Regions from separate parts of the Oryctolagus cuniculus genome. Here region 2 is linked to region 1. Evidence: chromatin contacts called from public Micro-C data. All regions are on one chromosome and are shown on one strand. Each heading gives the region's core, a stretch centred on a gene start, on an enhancer-like site or on the middle of the called end of the contact. The rest is flanking DNA. Distances are from core to core; before and after follow the strand shown. Region 1 holds the start of PIK3AP1 (phosphoinositide-3-kinase adaptor protein 1). Region 2 holds the start of TM9SF3 (transmembrane 9 superfamily member 3).

Region 1 (7,052 bases), core at 2,615-5,114:
TTCAGGCCAGTTGGAATGTTGTTGAATTAAATGTTAAGATGGTCTGTGTTATGTCAACATTGATTTCCTGGTTTGAAGGGCTGTACCATGGTCAAAAAGTTCTTTGTGCTGTGGACACATACACGGGATATTTAGGGCAAAAGGGTATCAAGTCTCTAGTTTTCTTTCAGATTACTCAAAAGGACTCTAGGTAACAACAAAATCACGTGTGTGTGTGTGTGTGTGTGTGTATAGAGAGAGGTGGTAAAATATTAAAAACTGGGGAATCTGAGTGAAGAGGACATGAGAGTTATTGTGATTAGCCATTTGAAATTTTTTTCAAAATATATGGAATACATTCATATTCATATTAAAGCAAACATGAAAACAGGTCTATATAAAACTTGTGCACAAATGTTCATAGCAGTAATATTCGTGTCAAAATGTTGAAAGCAGTAAAAACACTAATCAACTGGAATTAATGAACAAACTCCTGTGTAGCCTTATGATGAAATATTATTTGGCAATGAAAAGTGAATCCTGATACATGCCACAACATGGGTGAATCTTGAAAAATTCTCAGTGAAAGCGGCCAACTCTCAGAACATACCAAAAATTGCTGAAGGGTACACTTTAAATGAGTGAATTTTATGGTGTATTAATAAAATTATGAGATAAAATGAATTTCACATACATACAATATAAAGTAAAGCCATAAAGTTTTCTAGGCCAGTAGTAACAAGGGCAGGCTGAGAAGAGAGGGACTCTGCAAGTCTTTCACTAAGCAAAAGTTACGATGATATGAGTAGTTTCTCGAAAATACCAAGCCACCAACTGACATGGCCTCCCTCCCATCTCTCATTCCACATTTCCCCTGGTTGCACTGGAGGCAAAATAGTACAATAGCTGACTCCGCAGCCAGGTTGCCTGTGTTTGAATCCAAATCTACAATAACCTATGAGGCCTTGGGCAAAGTACTTAACCACTATGTATTGTTACAAAATGGGGGGATAATTGATTGTGTTGTTGTCAGGAATATCACATTATCCATGAAAAGCGCTTCAAAAAGAATCTGTTACTTACTAGACTTCATTAGAAGTCAACCGTATTTTTAAAAATCTCCCATCAGGATGTTTCCTTCCTTGGAAGGCCCCAATTCCCCATTTATCTAAGGTCATTTCCCTATTGCCTGCTGTTTCCGCCTCATCTGACACAAGGTAGTGGTGGGTCTAACCCAGACAGACCCAGACTCACAGTTCACAGACAAGTTGCTCCCTTCTCCACTACAGTTTCTCTGTAATCTATTTCTTCCGGCATCTGGAGCCCACTGAGAGCTACAGAGCACAACTCAGACTACGTTGTTTTCAAAGACCAAGGTCATGGCCGGCATTCCTTCACACTCTTACAGACTGACTCTGAGCTGCACAAGCCTCTTTGTTTCCTGTCATGCTGCATGCTGGGCAGGTAGACAGAAGTTTGGGAAACCTAATCATGAGATGTGACATGAACCTCATGCTGACAATATGTCAGCAGCTGCAGGTGGATCATTTCATTTCACCTTCACCTTCACAAAAACCTGATTTTGTACAGTTAACCTCCTTTTCACACAAGGAAATTGATGACTAGAACCACACAGCCCCTAAGAGATGGAACCAAGATTATAAGCAAGCTCACCCTGTTTTAGGTTTTTCTTTTTTTTTTTTTTTAATATTTATTTATTTGAAAGGAAGAGTTACTCCAAATGGCTGCAATGGCTGGAACTGGACCAGGTTGAAGCCAGGAGCCAAGAGCTTCTCCCAGGTCTCCCACCTGGGTGCAAGGGCCCAAGGACTTGGGCTAACCACCACTGCTTTTTCCCAGGCACATAGCAGAGAGCTGGATGGGAAGTGGAGCAGCCAGGACTCAACCTGGCACCCGTATGGATTCCAGCATTGTAGGCAGCCACTTAACCCACTGAGCCACAGCACCAGCCCCCAAGTGCTCTTTTCTTAACTGTTGTATTCTTAACCCTTCTCAAAAGGGGAAAGAGTTTATAGCTAAGGGCCCCTTCCAGGGTGGCCAAAGGTAATGCAGGTCACAAATTAGGACTTTGCTATGTGCTTGTCCTCAGCACCTAGGACACTGCCTAACATCTGACAGGAGCTTAGAATGTGTGTTCCGACTGCTCACCTGGGCATGGATCATCTCTGCTGCTTCCACTTCCATGGCAACTTAGAAGGGTTTGGAGTCAGAGTGATCTTGGATAGAATTCTGGTTTCCATTGCTAATGATGTGACCTGGGACATGGATATATACAACTCCCCTGGAAAATATAGTAAAAAATACCTACTTCATTGCCTTCATTGCTACTCAGATGGAATTAAATCATGTAGTGATGCTAAACATACACAGACGGCATTCAATAAACAGTAGCTATTATCACCCTCCGTATCTTTTCTTCCAAAAAGGCCTTTATAAGGGATCAATTATATGTAGGTTCCCAAGGTAAAATAAGTGGAGTAGAGGTTGGCATTCAAAGTGAAACCGTGGAAATAATACTGAAGAGTTGGGAAACTTATCTCATGGCTTTTGCTGCCCTCCCTCTGTCTGGGAGTTCTGCAGCCTTGGTCAAGTCAGTCACCTTATTTGTCAGGGCTCCCAATTCTATGCCACGTATCTGAGAATCTATGGCTTTCTTTAGAATTGACCTCTGAAACCTCTAGGATTCTCTCCTTGAGACTCTTTAAGATATTATGTTGAGAAAGAATCAATCTTAGTTTGTTTTACACCAAAATTGTGTGGGGTGACTAGAGAATACATTCATTATCAATTCATTTTTGAATTACATTGTTCTTCGCACCCTGGACATTTTAGGAAACTTACTTCCCATCACAGAAAACTAGAAAACTCGGTTAAAAGCTACAAAAAGACTCAAACCCACCACCTAGCGGTGAAGAAAGGACGTTTCCGGATGGGATGCAAGGTGTGGTGCCAGGACTCGGGACAGGACGGTTGTCCAGGCAGCCTTTCGTCTCCCACCCCTCTCTCCTCAGGCCCTGGGATAGTACTGCGTGCACAGAAACTCGACACTCCCTGACTTAACAGTCCGGCCATTTGACAGTACTCTTTCGCCCATGAAATACTGTGGACTTTCTAGAATTGCGAAAAGGATTATTTTACATTGAGGGGTGGGGCAAGCCTCTTTCTGCCTAAGCAACTCAGACCAGCCCTACCCAAGGGACCCACCCAGTCCCTCTCTTATGGATAGATTCCTCCATTCCACGAGAGAATGGTTCAGAGAACCAGGAACCAGAACTTTTGAAAAGATCTGATGGAAACACCAACGGGATCCTTAAGGACATTGCTTATCCACTATAGTAATTAAAATTGAGTGTCTGCATTTAAATATCTGAAAGCAGAAACGCGCTGTCCTTAATCTTAAACCAAAAAGGGGATATGAGGCCAGCATCCTAGGGTACCAGGCCTTTGGCACAGGGCTCTCTTTTCCTTCGTTTTTTCTCCTCTTCCTCTCCCCTCTTTCTCCTTTACCTTTTCTCCTTTCGCTCCCCCATCCTTCTTTCTTCGCTCCCCAGTAACAGTGAAGCAATGCTTAAACCAAACAGCAGCACAGGCAGTGCCTTGTGCAGAGAGATTATTTCAGGAGGTACTTGGAAATCCCCTTCCTCATCGAACACGCTTCTCTTCCAGACCTGTGCTGAAATCCGGAATTAGGGCATTTTCCAACAGTCTGCTTTGAATAGTTCTACCTGAGCCTGCTGTTGACCACCGTCCTCTTTCCCACAATTTCCTGAAACCCCTTGAGAATGTCGCCTCTGATCAGCCTTGCCGGGGAAAGCCTCCCGGCTTTTTCGTTCTCTTTCGTTTACGGATGTCGCCCAGGTCTTCCAATGACTTAACAGTTGCGTCCAGTTCACCTTTGAGAGCCTCAGGGCCTCCACGGCCCTCCGGGCTTTTATTCCTGCTCCTGCCTCTCCAGCACGCTCCGGCAGGAGCAGTTTCGGCCGAGAAGTTCCGAGGCGCACTTAAGCGGAACTTGCAACAGTTGGTGTCGGGCGATAGGCAGGTGGGACATGACAAATGGGCCTGGTTTAAAAAACAAAAAGCCCCGGGGAGGGAAGGGGCCGCCGTGGCCTTGGGGGACAGCGCGAGGCTGAGCCCCGGCCGTGGGAAGGCGCCCTCCTGGGCAGCCGGAGGCGGGGGCGGCCGCGGCCGCGGCCCAGCACGACCAGGATGGCAGCCCGACGGGCGGCAACGCAGGGCCGCGGAGCGTGCAGGCCGGCCGGCGCGTGGACCCACGGCGCCCCGGAGCCACGCCGGGGCCAAGGCGAGGTGAGGCCGGGCCTGCCCCCGCGCCGCCCCCGGCGGGAGGCGCGACGCCTAGGCCGCGGGTGCGTGCGCGGCCCCGGGCGACGCGGCTGGGCGTGCGCGGAGCCGCGGCGGAGGCAGGGCCGGGCGGGCGGCAGAAGATGGCGAGGGTGTGTAGGCGGCAGCAATGCTCAGTTGAGAGACGCGGCTTTCGGCAAGAACTGGACTCGTGGCGCCACAAGCTCATTCACTGTGTAGGTGAGACCCTCTCCCGGCCGCCGCCGGCCCCTAGACCGCCCCGCCGCCGACCGCCCCGGGCGGGGGAGGGAGCCGGGGCAGAGGCAATTGCTGCTCCGGCCCGCCCGCCCTCTGTGGCTCCGGCGCCCCCTCCCCCACCCCCCGGAGTGCGAGCGCGCGCGACCCCCGGGCGGGTTCTCCTCCCGCGGGTTGAGCGCGCGCGCCGGCCCCTCCCCTCCGCGCGCCTCCCCGGGGCGGGCTCTCGGGCGGGAGCGCGAGCCCCTCCCCCGCGGCCCGTCCCCTCCCCTCCCCTCCCCCTCCCCCTCCGCGCCGGTCGCCTGGCCGCTGCCGGCTTTTTGTGGAGTCTCGGCCCGCGGTGCTGCCGCTGCTGCCGGACAAGGGGTGGCGCGAGGGAAGGGCGTGCTGGGCCGCGGCTCGGCCCCCGCGCCCGCTCTCCGGCTGCCGCCGGCCTCCGCCGTGCGCCCCTCCCCCACGCGCGGCGGCGCGCCCCGTCCCCGCGTGCACGCGCTGCTGGCGGCGGGCGGGCGCCCGGCGCTCGGGCGTGTGCGAGGCGTGAGGTGGAGATGGGGGCGGAGGGAGCCGGAGCTGTCACAGGCCCCGGGTCCGCCTGACGGAGCCAAGTGGGGTGTCATGGCCGCGGGGGGCAGCGGCTGCACTTCCTCTGCGGGTGCTGGAGGCGGCCGGGGAGTTGGTCCTGGACGCACGGGTCGGTGTGTGCGTATTTGTGTTCGGTGTGTGCGCGGCGCGGAGGCGGGGGTGGGACCGGCCGGACCGCGGAGCCCGGGCGGGGGTGGCTCTCGTCCGCTGCCCGGGATTGGCCGGAGCCGCCGCCTCGCGGACCGCCTCGCCCGCCCTCCCCACCCCCGCCTCCCGGGCCGCGGGCCGCCCGCGGGTGGCTTTTCCCCGGGCAGGAGGGAGGGCGGGCGGCCGAGCTGCGCCTCTCACGCTGTGTGTTTTGTCTGTTTTTCTCTCCCAAGGTCCCGTTTCCCTCTGTGCGGCGGCCGGCGGGACCATAAGGGCTTAACTCATATATTTAACCCCCCTCCAAAAAGTAAGTGGCCCGTGTGGTGTCTCCGCTCCGCCCGCCGCCCCCTAGCCCCGGCCCGTCCCTGTGTCTGCCTCTCCTGTCCTTTAGCATTGTTGTTTCCCGGTCTTGGCTCCGCTGCTGCCGGGGTTTGGGGGAATGCCCTTTCGTCGTCCTCGGTCCCCCACGCCCAGCCCTCGGGGAGGCCCAGGATTCCGGCACCCCCGCCCACCCCCGCCGGGAAATAGCCTTGGGAACCAGGTCTTCCCCAGCAGAATCTAGGCGATTGCACCCGTTCGCTTGGGCCCCTCATCCCCTCCTTCCCGACAGGGTTTCGTTGGAAGGAATTATGCAAATCCTGCTTTCTGGTGTCCATTCAGCGGCAATTTCATGCGGTGAGAAGTTCTCTTTGTTGTGCGAGGGGGAGAACAGACACTGATTTAATAGACATATCTGTTGGGGGGAAGGGTGGAGGGGGTGTGGAGAGGCTCAGTTTGGAAGAATTACAGCACTTGGTTAGCGCGGTGTCTTTGTGTTAGACTCTTCTGGCCTGACAGGAGGGTCTGCCCTCTGCAGTGTCCCACAAGGGATGTTTTCTGTCATGGATTAAAAAGCAAAACTGAAACTTTGAACAAGTGAAAAATAAGGTAGCCTTTACCTCGAGAATTACAAGCCTTTCCATTTCTGTAGTTTTCATCAGAATGTGTTATGTGAGTTTTGTTAAGGATTTCGACTGTGACATCGAAATGAACGCTCGCATAGGCAACAATGCTTTACGGTATCTGGTATCACTTTGGTTGTCCAAAGGTTAAAAGTACGTTTGAAAGCATATGCTTGTGTAAAGAATAAAAGCATGGGTCGGTTTTCTGGTATAATTTGTCTTGTTGGTTGGATTTAAAAATTCTCCTGTCAGTGCAAACCCAGCTTTTCCCTCCAGGAAATAGCCTTTTGGCGATCAGTTATCATAAACTCTTCTTGTTTATTCTTTCAAGTCTGTCATACATTTGCTGAAATGTTTCATTGGGTTAAGCCCTTCTCAGAATCATGTGTTAGTAGTAGCCCTCACTTAAGAGCAGATACAGGAGGTTCTGAGAAACATGGAATGAATGGGTTGACAGAATTGTGGTAATATAAAATGCTAAATTTTTACTTGTATTTGTTTCAGTTTTCTTAGTGATTGGTTTCTTTCAGTAGGGCTTATTAATTTTTAGAAGATTTTGAAATGACAGATATAACCCTGTAGGTTTTTAAAGTTAATATTGGTGTTTATTTTAGGTGGTTTTTAATAAGTTGTTTATCTTATTCTAATTCTGTTTGCTTTGAATCCCTGTCTTCTGCCTCAGGTCCCCTTTTTATCAGTCATTGCTACCTATCCTTAGTGGTTAGTTGTTCCTGCTTGACAAGATGTTTTAGGAGTTTCTTTGTATTACAGCTGGTAAAATACTTACATAAATACATAAGTTGAGCATTAAAATTTAGATCCACC
Region 2 (7,052 bases), core at 2,160-4,659, 230 kb before region 1:
TTCTATGTGATTCTTCATATCATGTGCTCACAAATCCAGCCATAGCGCTCTTAAGTGCTAATCCAGGCCGGCGCCTGTCAAAAAAAAAAAAAAAAAAAAAAAAAAAAGTAAAAAAAAAAATGCTAATCCAGACATCTAAGTAACAACCCATTCTGAACCTAGACTCAACCATACATTTCTTTTTTTTTTTTTTTTTTTTTTTTTTTTTTTTTTTGACAGGCAGAGTGGACAGTGAGAGAGAGAGACAGAGAGAAAGGTCTTCCTTTGCCGCTGGTTCACCCTCCAATGGCCGCCGCTGCAGCCGGCGCACCGCGCTGATCCTGGCAGGAGCCAGGAGCCAGGTGCTTTTCCTGGTCTCCCATGGGGTGCAGGGCCCAAGCACCTGGGCCATCCTCCACTGCACTCCCTGGCCATAGCAGAGAGCTGGCCTGGAAGAGGGGCAACCGGGACAGAATCCGGCGCCCCAACCGGGACTAGAACCCGGTGTGCCGGCGCCGCAAGGTGGAGGATTAGCCTATTGAGCCACGGCGCCGGCTTCAACCATACATTTCTTTAAACACTTAAAGCATACTACTGATACAGAGAACTACTCAATTTAAAACCAAGAGTTTTACTGTCCTATTTTCAAGATAAAGGGTTTTAAAACATATCAGCAAAGCATGTAGAGCACTAAAAACTCAGAACTGTATGGGTTCAAATCCCACCTTCTACCTCTACAGGTTCTGTGGCTTCTTGCAAGTGACTTAACCTCTTTGGCCTCAGTTTCCTCATCCTTGAAAAAAAGCATAATCGTATCTATTTCACAGTTGTTAGTATGTGTATTACACCTAGCCCCTAGTTATCATTTCTATCTGCAAATAGCCTTCACAGAAAGTTAATGTAAACGGCAAGCTTTAAATTCCGAAAGCTGTTCCTTAATAATTCAATTCCACAAGTATTTATTAAACACCCGCTCAGCAACCTTCCCTTGGCAATCTGTCTCCTCCTTCAGCGGCATTCTCTCTTCACCAGCTACTTCTGCCTTTTTGAAGAAAAAAAAAAAGTTACCAACCCATAGCCCCCCTAGTCTGTTATCTGGCTAGGGTGAATGCCTAGTTTTCCAAAAAATATTTTAAGGGAACTTAGAAAAAGCATAAGATTTTGGCTAACAGTAAAAAACAGTAATATGAATACCACTGATTTGAGTTTTACACTTATATCTTAATGCTATTCTTCTTATAACTTTTTTGCTGTTTTAATAATAGGCGTGTAATTATGGGTAACCAAACAAGAGTAGTTCAATGTAGACATCAAATGAACAGATTCTCAATTGTGTGGCCCAGCAACCACCTCAGATAGTCCACATTCTCTTTTGTGGCAGTCAACAAAAACATTTTATCTAATATCTTATATTCAACAACTGTCATTAAAAAAAAAAAGTTCCTGACAATAAAATTTCATTGAAACTGGCATTTACATTTTAAATTTGTAAATTATTCTAAGGCTTTTATACACTTTCAATTTATAAATTTTTAATTAATAGTTTCCCCTACTAATAGCAGTACGAAGCACAAGATAAAAAAGCAGACTACTCTCAAGCATGTATGCCTGTTACCACCAAAGGTAGCTCAGAGAGAGTTTTAAATTTTACACAGTAACTTTTTTAAAAATGTTTGAGTAAATTGGAAAAATATTAGTAATAATACCACTAACCAAATGGACGCTCACTGGAAATTAAAAAGTAATCAAATACCCCTATCAATCCTTGGTCTCTGTATACTACATGAAAAAAACAGTAGTTCTTAAACTTACAAGTTACAGGATAGAAAAACAAAAACAACAGAACACCGAATTTAATTTAACTGTTTGACGCCCAAACAAAATTATCTGAAGGTAAAAAAAAAAAATCACAATGATAAAAACATGTCATTAATTGAGGACTTGCGTCCCTAAATAACTTCATATATACAGTTAAGACGACTCTGGCCGTAAATGAAGGTGAGGTAGCCAAAAGCTCAGAACTTTTATTAGCTAAAGAAAGAGTCCAGCTAACCCAGGTGGCACCAGAGACTTTTTGCTCATTACAGAGAAAACACCAATCGAGTCCATTAAATAGATACGGACGACTGCTTGATTTCCTCTCTTATCAGCAACGGCAACACACTGCCCCAAATCCATCGGGCTTAGCACACACGCAAACTCTGGTGCACAATTGTGTCAGAATAATTACTGGAAAGCAACCTCTCAATTTACCTGACTTCTCTGCCTTGCTCGCGTCTACCACCCCGCAAACCTGGGAGTTAACAGCCCCAAGCGAAAGCCACCGCAGGAGTCGATAACACCCATGCTTTGATGTGAAAGTGCAATTAAATAGAGCACCCACTTTAGGCCAGATGCAAAGAGAGACTGCTCCAGCCCTGATCGGAACACTGGACAACTTAAGACCCTTCCCCACGGGAAGCTGCCCTAGTTAGAGACCCCCGGGGCCGGCGGCTGGGAGAGTGAAGAGGAGAAAGTTAGCAGAGAGGCCCCGGACCCAGGGCGGGCGGGTCGCACGTACACGTGTAACCCGCGCTCCACCTCAAGTTTGTTAGCGCTGTCCCCACCCCGGGGTTTCGATCCGGCTGGGCAGAAGGGAGGGGCGAGGGGAGCCAGGCCGGAGAGGATCATAAAGTGGTGGGTATTTCCTGGTTGCGGTATGACGGGTAATCGCGATGCATCCGTGTTCCGTCGTGTCGTAGCCCCAGCCCCGGGCAGCCAGACAGCAGCCCCCATCCCTGGGGGCTCCAGCCCGAGTCCGGCCGGCCTGCAGCCCTCCCCCCTCCCCGCCCACGGCCAAGCGAACCCCGTCCCTGCCCAGGCTCCTTCCCGGCCCCCGGCCTCAGAGGCAGAGCGCCCCTGGGGTCCGGGGCCCGTGGAAGGAAGCCCCGGCTCTCCGGGAGCGCACGGAAGGGCCTCCTCCCCGCTCCCGGGGCTCCTGCTCCGCCAGGCCCAACCGGAAGGAGCCCTCGAGCGGCCGCGGGGCTGCACTGGGCCTCCAAGCCCCGCAGGCCGCGCTGGGCCTGCCCAGGCAGTGAGCTGAGGAAGCTGGCCGCGGGGCCCTGCGCCGGCCGGGGCTCCTCACCGTGTGTTCGTGCTCGTCCGCCCGGGCCCTGGGCAGCAGCAGCAGCAACAGCGCAGCGGCCGCCGCCACGCCAGGAGCGCCCGGCAGCGGCCTCATCCTCCGCGCTCCCACCGGCCCGCCGCCGGCCCACCGACTCCTCCTCCGCCGCCGCCGCCGCCGCTTCTGCCGCGGCCGATTCGCATCCACGGGGCGCGGAGAGACGCACAGAGCCCGGGCCCAGCCGCTGCCTCCGCCGCCGCCGCGGCCGCCGTCACCGCCCGCTCCGGAGCCTCCCCCGCCCGCCGCGCCTCCCCGGCCGCTTCCTCTGACTCAGCCACGTCATCCGGCCACCCCGGCACACGCCGGAAGTGCCGCGCGACGCGGGCCGCAACCGCCGCCGGACGCTGGGGAGGCCGCGCTCGCGCCGCCCGTCGGGCCCGCGGACCCCGTCGGCCGGCCCTCGGGCCCCGGGGCGGCGGCTCGGCCACCTTGGCGGGCAGTCGGGCGGGCACCCGCAGACTCCAACTCGGCCCCATGGCGGCCTCGTACCCCTTGTGAATGGCCTGGTCTGGCCCATGCTTACAGGCCGAAACCTCCTCAGGGCCGCGTCCGGGCCCTTGAAGCAGCGCGACCTTGGCTGAAGTGCTTAGCTTTCCCTGGCTGCGAAATGGGATGATGATCGGAGTCCCTTCTCCAGCGTGCGGCATCAGATCAGAGGCCTGACAAGGCTGTCGTCTACCCCAGCGAAGGACTCGCGGGCATGGGCGATTGCTGAACTTGTACCGGGTTTAAAAGTGTTTTAAAGTCTCTCGGGCTTGATTTGTTTATTGGACCAATATCATTTGCTCAGAAAAGACTGGGCTACGTTGAAGTTCTCGTTCGTTTATTTTCTTCTTATTTGTTGGTCTCCCATCGTCATTGATCTGTCTTGGAATGTGAATTTCTCAGAGCACAGAATCTGTTGCCCTATTTTCTGTGCCTAGAACAGTGCCAGACCTGTAAGAGGAACTCACAAAATGTGGCACCACCATCTATACATACAACCCTCTAAGCCAAAAACGTGCAGGTCGCCTGTCTCAGAAGTCAGCAGCCAACAAGTTCTAACATTTGGTCTGTTAAAAACTACCTCGAATTTATTTCTCCTCTCTTTTTCCTGCCAGTAACAGCCAATCTTGACCTCACTGTAGATTACAACAGTCTCCCCACCACCAATCTAACTTCCCCTGCTAGTGATCATTCCCCCACAGGTGCTAGGCTGAGCGTTCTAAAAAGAAACCAGCTTGTAACTCCTGCTTAAAACACCCCTGGCTGGAAGGAGTTGCTGCTTAGCAGGTAAAGCCGCCCCCTGCGATGCTTGCGTCTCATATGGGCTGGTTCCTGTCCTGGCTGCTCCACTTCTGATCCCATGCTCTGCTAGTGGCCTGGGAAGGCAGCGGATGATGGCCCCAGAACCTGGGATCCTGGCAGCCACATGGAAGACTGGGAAGAAGCTCCTGGCTTCATCCTGGCCCAGAGCTGGCAATCCGGAGAGTGAACCAGCAGATGGAAGCCTTCTGTCTCTCCCTCTCTGTAATTATTTCAAAATAAGTAAATCTTAACAACAACAACAAAAGCCACTCCCAGCATATTAGTTAAAGGGTTTTAGTCTAAGGACATTATTCTGAACTCTTTACTGAATCCTGCACAGCAGGTTCTATTAGTATGCACCTGTGGCAGATGAGGTAGAGAAGGCAGTCTGTTGCTGGAAGACCAGACCCAAGAAGTCTGGTGCCACAGAGGTCCTTTTACTACTCTTGGATACCAACTGTACAGCCTTTCTAAGAAATGAAATAGATTTGTATGATCTGGCATGGAATGATATCCAAGGAGTACTTTTAAGTGCAAAAAGTTGAAAAAAATAGAGCACTGTGGCTTTAGTAGGCTTAGACTCTGCCAGTGGCGCCAGCATCCCATATGGGTGCCGGTTCATGTCCCAGCTACCCTCTTCCTATCCAGCTCTCCACTTATGGCCAGGGAAAGTAGTGGAAGATGGTCCAAGTACTTGGGCCCCTGCCACCCACGTGGGAGACCCAGGAGAAGCTCCTAGCTCCTAGCTTTGGATCGGCCTACCTTCACCTAATGTGGCCATTTGGGGAGTGAACCAGCAGATGGAAGACCTTTCTGTCTCTCCCTCTACCTCTCAAATAAGTACAATCTTTAAAAATAAAATAGAGATAATCCCATTTTAAATAGTAAAATGTTAGTCTACCGATAGAAAACAATGTGAAGGATGACTCAAACCATAACAAATGGTTAACTTTCTACTTCTGTACATGCCTATAAATGTTTGGCTTTTTTTTTTTTACAGTGAGCATGTGTTACATTGTTAAGGGGGAACTAGCAAAGGAGGAGAAGTTCCTGTCTACAGAATAAAGTCCAAATTCCTAAACCTGTTAATATGCGCCTATACCATCAGACTACAATTTATCTCCCCAATGTTAACTCTCACCAGTCTCTATGCTCAGCCTTCACCCATGCATTTTCTAAATACTCTATCTTCTTTTACACTGCTGTGACTTTGCTCTTTACCCTGCTTTTATCTAGAATGCTGTTTCACCTTGTCCATTGGATGCTATCTGTCCAGGCCTAGCTGAATTATCTGCTCTTCAGTGAAACCTTGCCCCTGGGCAACTTATAAGGTTGAGCATCCCAGTGGCCAGTGTTGTGACTTAATGTGTAAAGCCAAGGCCTGTGACACCGGCATCCCATATGTGTGCCAGTTCATGTCCCAGCTGCTGCACTTCCAATCCAGCTCCCAGCTAATGGCTTGGGAAAGCAGTATAGGATGGCCTGAGTGTTTGGGCCCTTGACACCTACATGAGAGACCTGGATAAAGTTCCTGGCTTCTGGCTCCTGCTTTGGCCTGGCCCAGTCCTAGGGAGTGAACCAGCAGATGGAAGCGCACTCTCTCTCTCCGTGTGTGTGTGTGTGTGTGTGTGTGTGTGTCCCCCTCTCTCTGCATAACTCTTTCAAATAAAGAGATCTTAAAAAAAAAAAAAAAAAGTTGAGCATACCTTCTCTGGGGTGCCAGTAGCATTTGAAATGCCACATTGTAATTACTGCTCTGTTCCCATTTCATCTTCTGAACTACAGTGTAACCTCTTTTTTGATGGCAATGACTATCATTTATCTTTATACTTGGCCCAGCTGCTAGGATAGTGCTTGTCACATCATAGACAATTCAGTAACTATTTGCTGAATGAATGAATGATGACATTAACAAGTGAAAAGTCAAATAGCATTGCAGGATTTAAAGAATGCTTTCTAGACATCACAAGAGACATCACAAGGCAGTACGTGATTAATTGCTGAATAAATCGTACACCAGTAATTGCTATAGAAATCAGAGGAGGCATCCTATGCATCTTTGCATATCTTCAGAGCACCCAGCACGGTGACTTGCTCACAGTAGAAGCTCAGCAAATGCTCCATGAATGAATAATCACTGCTTTTGAATGCAATGATGATGGGCAATTGATGAACAAGCAGTGTAAGTGCTGCATTAAGATGGATGAGTAGTTCCTTGCTTAAACACCCATTACAGCCTCCACAGATTTGAGGGAGTAAGAATTGCTGGCTGTTAGGGGAGCAGTGAGTTGGCAAGTGCTTTGGAGTAGGGCAGACACAAGAAAAAGTATAAAGTAATCATTTGGGGAGGGTACACTTAAAACCAAGAAACTATACACACAGTAGAGATCAGGCATGACAGTGTACAAAAAACTCACACAATGACCAGCTGTGTAAATGAATGGGCAATAAAAGCAATAACTAATCTGAGGAGTGGAAACCCAAGGAGCTCATTAGAAGTGTGGTTTGGAATCTGATGACTTCAAAGCAACAAAATGGGTTCAAGGGCACCATCAAAATTAGGGTTGTTCTATGAAACCAAGAAGCAGAAAACACTGATAGATCTTATTCACCAGTTTCTTCA

The links. Hi-C and Micro-C count contacts between places; a contact is called where the count stands out from the background.
Region 2: a Micro-C map of ear pinna shows a contact between it and region 1, with 7 times the contacts expected there. The contact joins the promoter of TM9SF3 here to the promoter of PIK3AP1 in region 1. A contact is called at or near these places in 2 of 6 Hi-C or Micro-C datasets (ear pinna and an unstated tissue).

What each region holds. Positions count from the first base shown.
Region 1 is chr15:32,909,489-32,916,540 of mOryCun1.1, reverse strand. It overlaps PIK3AP1 (phosphoinositide-3-kinase adaptor protein 1), which reads right to left and starts at 3,864. Exons shown (of 19, transcript XM_070057477.1): 1 at 3,726-3,864; 2 at 2,149-2,281. The coding sequence starts at 2,156. It overlaps LCOR (ligand dependent nuclear receptor corepressor), which reads left to right and starts at 4,210. Exons shown (of 7, transcript XM_051823446.2): 1 at 4,210-4,538; 2 at 5,520-5,593. The coding sequence starts at 4,210. It also overlaps the pseudogene LOC127484158.
Region 2 is chr15:33,134,576-33,141,627 of mOryCun1.1, reverse strand. TM9SF3 (transmembrane 9 superfamily member 3) reads right to left here and starts at 3,409. Exons shown (of 15, transcript XM_070057481.1): 1 at 3,104-3,409. The coding sequence starts at 3,199.